Regions from separate parts of the Sus scrofa genome. Here region 2 is linked to region 1. A link is a contact called in public HiChIP or PLAC-seq data. All regions are on one chromosome and are shown on one strand. Each heading gives the region's core, a stretch centred on a gene start, on an enhancer-like site or on the middle of the called end of the contact. The rest is flanking DNA. Distances are from core to core; before and after follow the strand shown. Region 1 overlaps ARMC10 (armadillo repeat containing 10). Region 2 holds the start of PMPCB (mitochondrial-processing peptidase subunit beta).

Region 1 (3,419 bases), core at 439-2,938:
ATTAAACTTTTCTTTTTATTCAGCCGTTAGCTGTTGAAAAATCTTTCTAAAACTCAGACGTTGAAGTTTTAGTAACGCATGTCTCAGTGCTCCACGTTGACCTGTTAGGTAGATGGAGGAGGCAACAGAGATGAAGCTGAATTAACGAGGACGCCCTGTGAAAATTCCTCAAGTAAACCCTTCATATTAGTGTGCACTCTTAGCAAGTGCCATTTTTTAAGAAACAGCATAAGAACAGAAGGTAGTCAAAGATTCTGTTAGTTGAGTCGATTGTTCATCAGTGTTTTACTGTATTGGTCTGTGTTCTCTGGCACAGTTGAAAAGAAGGACCAGATGTGAAGCCAAACTCCAGATACTCAGCTTCACAGAGAGTTACTCCCGAGGTTATGACACGGTGATTATCAGAGAGCCGCGCTATGGTCCTGGTGACATTTGTTCTGAGACGTTTTTATGTGGGCTTTCCCCATTTCCAGTCGCCAGACTTATTTGGATGTGGTCCATGATGTACCCGGACGCACTCACGATTCGATGTAATAACACTGGCAATACTCTAGCAATATTGCTCCATCCATACCTAATCTCCAGAATGCACACACACCTGTCAACACCCTTCTCTCCAGGGAGCAAGGTAACATCCAGCCCCTGAGCCCCATGGAAACTCCCCTTGCTCTATCTACCCCCATAGCATTGCCGCTGGAGGAGAAATCTCTCCTGTGCTTCTCCCTGCAGCTGCTCTGCCCAAAACCTCAGAGGAACACTGTGTTCAGAGCCAGGCCCGTCTGTCTCGGGGCTTCATAGATCTGTCCCAGACATGGTCTGTGTTTTCATATACTTTATGGCTTCTTAAAAAGTGACTCAGACCACAATAGTATGTTCCATTTTTGCTTTGTTTTGTTTTTCCATGACATTGCCTAGCATGGTATTTCTGGAATCAAAAATTTGCCTTTTCAGTCTGTCTGGGAACCTAGCTACCAATTGTTTCTCCATACAAAAATGAGTTTAAAGTTCCAACTTGCAGATGAACTTTTGGATAGTAATCTATTTGTAAGTGGGAAGATGTATCCGATTTAGACATTGTCTTAGTAAATAACTACTGACGTGAATTTTCAACATAGTTTTTAATGAGTGATCTATAATAATCTTTTAGGCTCAACACTGATCCGTAACTAAATATAAAGAGCGGAAGATGACTATAAAGAAATGTTGTGTTTGCTGCATCTGCCAAGAGGCAAAAAAAAAAAAAAAAAAAAACTAATGGCTTAAAGAAATGTCCTGGAGTCACCACAAGGTGGCATATGTGACCAGAAGGGGAAAAAAAAAATCTGTTCGTGGTTTCAAAACAGTATATACACACATAGCTGTTTAATCTGTAGTCATAAATACTCTACCATTATGTATACTTTTTGTCATGTTTAACTCCCTTCTGTGGAGCATAGCAACATGAAATTTTAGTGCAGGATTCTAACTTGCTGTTACTGTTCCCGGTTGTAAAAAAAAAAAGGCCTTTTTTAGATTTTATTGACTTCATCCAGGCTTATTTCATCGGCTCAGGACCATCCTGTGTCATAACTCTCCTCATTTTCCTAATCAAAACTTAAAAGAGACAAGTGTTTCTTCCTAACACTTATTCTCAGTGTTGCTGAGCCAGTCAGGCCAGACCAGGTCCGACAGTGACCCCCAGGAAGCTCACTACAGGGTCAGAAGTCATCTTTGCGCTTTCCCCTTAAGGCTATGATGAATAAAGCATGTGCTTGCAAAATTTCCTCTCTGCAAGGGCAGGAAACTGTTTGCAGTGGTTTCTGCAGGGGAGTGAGATGGGCAGGCCTATGTTGTTACCTTGTTCCCATCCGCACTGTTTGAAATGCATCATGGCCATATATTAAATTTCTAAGATTTTTTTTTAATTGATAAAAACAGTAAAATTAAGGAAAGCCTTGTATCTTCCTCCTTAACAAATTAGTGTGTGGAGTGTGATCAAAGGAATGTGAGTACATAGGATATAGGTATAAGGAGTAGCAAGCAAATACCAAACTTAGTAATTATGGTCTCTGTTCGTGGAAATGTGAATATCCTTTTCCTCTGTGCTTTCCTATAGTTTAAAAAAAATGTTCCATAGTAAACACAATGCCTTTATAATCCAAAAAAAAAGTTTTAAAGATAATATCCAGGTTCCTTCCCAGGTCTAGTGAAGGACACGTGTGGCACCTTCTCTGGATGTCAGTCTCCTCTCCCAGGTCCTCAGCATCTGTAATTTCAAATATTTTGTAGAAAGTATAGTTTTACATGACTCGTATTTTTAAAGGAAGAATTCTATTCAAATGTTTGTATTCCTGACTTTTCAATTATAAGTGGTAAGAATGCTAATATTTTAGCTTGTCAGCCATAAGTTAACATGTCTGCTGATTACTTATGCCACTGCCTATTTAAATGATTGAAAGTTTTTTTTCACATAAAAAGATAAGCTCCAAGAATCACAGTAACCAATAAAAAGAACCATATTGTTAGCCTTCATAACGAAATTGTCCCTAAATTTTCATACTTTAAGTAGAAACACTAAGCTTTGAGAGATTCCTTTTTTGTTCCAAAGATGATATTTCACTTACTAGTAATCCTAACAAAGAGCATTTATGTAACACATGTTTACCTTACCCTGTGTTAGGTATGTGGGTGGGCCGGGGTGGGTAGTGAAGAAATTCACTATTTTCTCCCTTTCTCCCTATCAATATAACTGGAAGACTCAGCTTTAAGATGGATTGAGAAGGCTTCGTGGAGAGGAGAGAATGAGAGTCTAATCTTAAAACTAGGCAGAACTTTAAAATGTGGACATGGTTGGCGGCAGCATGCCAGGGAGAGAAAATCCATGCTTGCTGGTCTGAGACAAACTGATACTCTTATTTCAGGTTCAAGTTTTGAAACTGCTGTTGAATTTGTCTGAAAACCCAGCCATGACAGATGGACTCCTTGGTGCCCAGGTAGAGAGCTTTCATTTTGTCTATACAAATAGATGTGGACAGATCTGGAAGGAAAGGATTTATCCCAAAATAGTAACAGGGATTATATCTGTGGAGCAATATTAAAGGTGGGTGGGGTTTTTTGGGGGTTCTTTTTGCCTACGTGAATTCCTTACATTTTATGTAATAGACATATTTTACTTTTAAAAATCATCTTGCTCACAGTCTAGCGGGAGGAGACAAAAATATGTAAGAAATGAGCGATAATTGAAAGCTATGGTAAGTGTTTTGAAGGAAGTGCAGGTGGTGCCATTTCAGAAAGGACCTGTCACACTCATCTGCTCGGCCCCGTACCCTGCACTGTGTATGCAGTTAGTGTTGGGTGAATGAATGAGCGTCCATGATGACTGTATATGACGGATCTTAAAGAGGAAATGGGTATTTTTCAAATGATTACATTCTAGGATT
Region 2 (3,684 bases), core at 360-2,859, 110 kb after region 1:
GGTGTATGATGGGTACCTGTTATCTGCATAACTAATTTTTATTATAATTTTATTATAGTTAGGGCATAATGAGCAACAGGTTACATCCAGCATTGGAGATTCATGCTCTTTGTCTGCCTCTAGGGCACTTATCACCCCAAAAGGTGTGGCTTCCTATTAGTCTGGAGGTTCCAGCTTTTCTCTATCCACACATGGGCCCTGCTATTTGCATGAGGTGTGGTTTCCTGCCATTTGGCCCCACGCACCCCTTCTCTGCTTGTGTCTAACTGTTTGCCTGCTGTCACTTTATCCTGACCCAGGGAAGTTACTGTGGGGTTCTTTATAATGGGACTGTCATGCTAAAAGGTGCATTCTTAAAAGATGCCTTGGATAAAAAACTATGACAGTAGGGCTAGAGCAGATTCAAGAGGTAGGATGTTCAGAGTGGAAAAAAGGGAGCTGAGGATGAAATCCAGGTTTCTGGCTTGGAGGTCTGGTGAATGGAAGTATCATTGGCTGTTTTGCATTGCATATACAGGAAGCAACTTAGGGGCAAGACAGTGAAATGCATTTTGGACACGTTGATATTGAGGCACCAATGGGATACTTCAGTGTAACTGTCTAGTCACTGAATGGTTAAATGTGCCTGGAGCTCAAGAGAAAGGTCTGACTGTGTAAACAGGGTAAGTCTTCAGGTCAAAGTGGAAACCCTCAGGGAGAGTGTGCAATAGGAGAAGAGGCCCAGACCCAGGGAAATACCAACTTTCAGGGTAAAAGGGCATGGACTTTAAGAGCAAAGCTTTGGAGCCACACAGCCTGTAATTAGCATCTTGACCCCGGGCAAGTTATTTTACCCCAGTTTCTACCTCTGTAAAAAGAGTATGAGAAGAGCACAATTAGAAGTTCCCTGGTGGCTCAGTGAGTTAAGGATCCCTTGTTGTCGCTGCTGTGGGGCAGGTTTGATTCCTGGTGAGGGAACTTTTGCACACCTGGGCAAGGCCCCCCAAAGAAGAATAGCACACTTAGAACAGTGCTTGCTATTTTTAGTTTCATTAAGAGCTTTGTGAATAAACAGCTGCCCAAGAAGGTGAAGAAGGGACTAGGAGAAGGAGGAAGAGCTCTAAGATCAACGTGGAAGAAAAATTCATACAGATTTATGTCAAATTAAGCCAGTAAGACTATATGATAAGGTTACAGGTCTATGAAGTGTTCATTTTTCAGCAATTAGCGGCTTCAGCAAGAGCAATTTCTGTAGCATGGAACGAGTCAGACTGTCGAGTGTTGAGGAGTGACTAGGCGTCAACACTAATACCTCCTTCCCCTCACCACGTGTCTCCTGTAGGAGATGCTTCCTCCATGGACAGTGAGTTATGGATCATATTCCACTTCTTCTGATTAATTTCATCCACTGATGGCATGATACGTTGCACCACGTTACCTTTATCTCTTCTACATTTGTACCTTGAACGTCTTAGGTGATCAAAGTAACTGCTGATACAGGGGTTTCTGCAGCTTCCCAAATTGCTGTTATTTAGGGAAACCGCTCAGCACCACATCCAGGTCTATTTCTTCCACAACCGCTTAGAGGAGTGCCATTCCCATCCCGGCCACTAGGTGGGTCCCCTCCTCACGTCTGGGACCTCCGGTCACGACCCCGGAAACACATCCCTCACACTGTCCAGAGCGGAGATGGCGGCGGCGGCGGCCCGAGCGGTGTTTTTGCCCGCGGTGCGGAAGCGGCTCTGGGGTTTCTCCAAGAGGCTCTTGGTCGGAGGCCCTGCAAGGCAGGTGAGCTTCCCTTCACTTGTCTGGATGCCGCCCGGGACCAGGCCAGGGCCTCTCCCGCTGGACTCCGCTCGGCGACCCTGAGCCGTAGGCTGTCGGCCCGGCCGCGCGAGTTGCCACCCCCGCCCCCAACAGTGGGTGTGGCTTCCTCCGCTGGGATACGGGGGTCATCAGGTGGCCGGGGAGGCTTGTCACCCGCCGGGGCTGAGCTGGCTTTGGTCACCCGCAGTGCGTGACCTGCCAGTGACATGAGACATGACTTTGGTTGCCGGCCCCTTCCCCAGTTACTCAAAAGTTCTTGTAAAGAGTACGTGTTGGTTACTGCAATCTCAGTGGTTGCAAATTGGGGGAAATCAAAAAGTGAGGACACCCTCTCTCACACACACACTCCCACTCCCCAGATATCTGTTTTTGCCTAAAACTCAGTGTCTTTATCCTCACCTCTGCTTCCTGCGAACCCCAGGGTAGCTAAAGGAAAAGTTTGTATGTTTCTCCTCAGAGACTGGCTTTCTCTAGACTTTGTGGGACTTTTAACTTATGTATAAAGGAAAAGAAAGACTGCGGACAGGCGTGTAGTCCATAGTCAGCAAATCAATCAGCCAGTGTCTTGAGCCTTTCTTCCTATCTTCTCTTTTTCTGCCTTTTTCAAGACTTAGTTTTTTTTGAACAGTGGGAACCTTACACCAATGTTATGTAGGTATTTTTATATTTTTCTCTCCCTTTCTTGCCCCTTGGCTTGTTCCTTCTATAGTGAATATTCAACATTTCTTGGAGAAGTATTCAAAGCAGTTTTCTCTCTGGATAACGATGGTCGCTTGAGGAATGTTCCTAGACTAGGCCAGAGGTGTGGGTGGATCCCAGTGGAATAAAAGTTGAGGGGGAAAGAGTACTTTATAGAGAGGGTCTTTGTGAGATAGATTTGGTTTTCTGATCAACTTTCATGTTACAATAGTGATGTTTTACTTCGTCCCTCCATCCCCAACCAGTCATTATATTTTGGAGGAAACAGATTGAGAAGTACACAGGCTGCTACACAAGTTTTTCTGAATGTTCCTGAAACGAGAGTAACCTGTTTGGAGAACGGACTCAGAGTGGCCTCTGAAGACTCTGGGCTCTCAACATGCACAGTAAGTGTTTCGGCATCAGTTTGACCTCTCATTAGGAGAGAGCAAATTACTGACTTTAATTTAAGCTTTTCAGTTAGTTGGCAGGTGGTTGAAAATAGGGGCAGTTATTTTGCCTTGACAAAAGTGATTCTCACTTGTGAATCTCTTCTGTACTACTTCTATACCAGGTACTTGTGTACTTTAAGCGTCTACACATCTGGTTCTTGAAGCCTGTCATTGTCATGTAGTGTTGATAATAATGAGAGAAGTATATTTGCTAGACTACTCTGTCAGATGTTTTCATATATATTGTCATACTTGATCTTAAAAATAGTTCTTTTTAGCAGGGATCATCATATCCATTTTACAGTTGAAAAACAAGATCAGAGAAGTTAAGTGGTTTTGTCCTGGGTCACACAGCTAATATTTGACTGAACCAGGATTTGAACCTAGACTTTCTGACAATCCGTGATGTTCTTTATACTATGCTTGTTAATTGACTGCAGTAACACACTGAGCTAAGAATCCAGGTTCTTAGTGAAGCTGGTAAGTAGGCTTTGTAGCACCTTAGTAGCCTGATAACCAGAATTTTTAAGTCTCATGGTTCTTAGGATTGTACTGTCAATCCACTCAAGTTAAGACTGGAAAGCACTTGTCAGAAAAAGAAAGAAGACTGCCCCCTAGTTTTACCCCATCCCTCAAAAGAAAGAAAATAATGTTTTACTTAATTCTTCCTTGATTGCATTAAGGTTGGGCTTTGGATTGATGCTGGGAGTCGATATGAAAATGAGAAGAATAATGGAACAGCTCACTT

What was found. HiChIP or PLAC-seq counts read pairs in DNA pulled down with a chosen protein or histone mark.
Region 2: a contact with region 1 is called in an H3K27ac HiChIP or PLAC-seq map of alveolar macrophages. The contact joins the promoter of PMPCB here to the enhancer-like site in region 1. A contact is called at or near these places in 4 of 5 promoter capture datasets (fetal liver, liver and skeletal muscle), 22 of 47 Hi-C or Micro-C datasets (adipocytes, alveolar macrophages, blood and 13 more) and 2 of 2 datasets of contacts at active chromatin or transcription factors (alveolar macrophages and skeletal muscle).

The regions. Positions count from the first base shown.
Region 1 is chr9:103,205,588-103,209,006 of Sscrofa11.1, forward strand. ARMC10 (armadillo repeat containing 10) reads left to right here. Exons shown (of 6, transcript NM_001244923.1): 5 at 2,901-2,972. Among named protein-coding and RNA genes, the nearest start is that of ARMC10, 28 kb to the left of the region's middle. Within about 2 kb of position 1,689, at least 17 of the 83 cell types and tissues checked have an H3K27ac peak or open chromatin away from gene starts, as enhancers often do. A contact at or near this core is called in alveolar macrophages and skeletal muscle, where this site is marked.
Region 2 is chr9:103,314,552-103,318,235 of Sscrofa11.1, forward strand. It overlaps PMPCB (mitochondrial-processing peptidase subunit beta), which reads left to right and starts at 1,610. Exons shown (of 13, transcript XM_003130241.4): 1 at 1,610-1,767; 2 at 2,751-2,891; 3 at 3,620-3,684. The coding sequence starts at 1,669.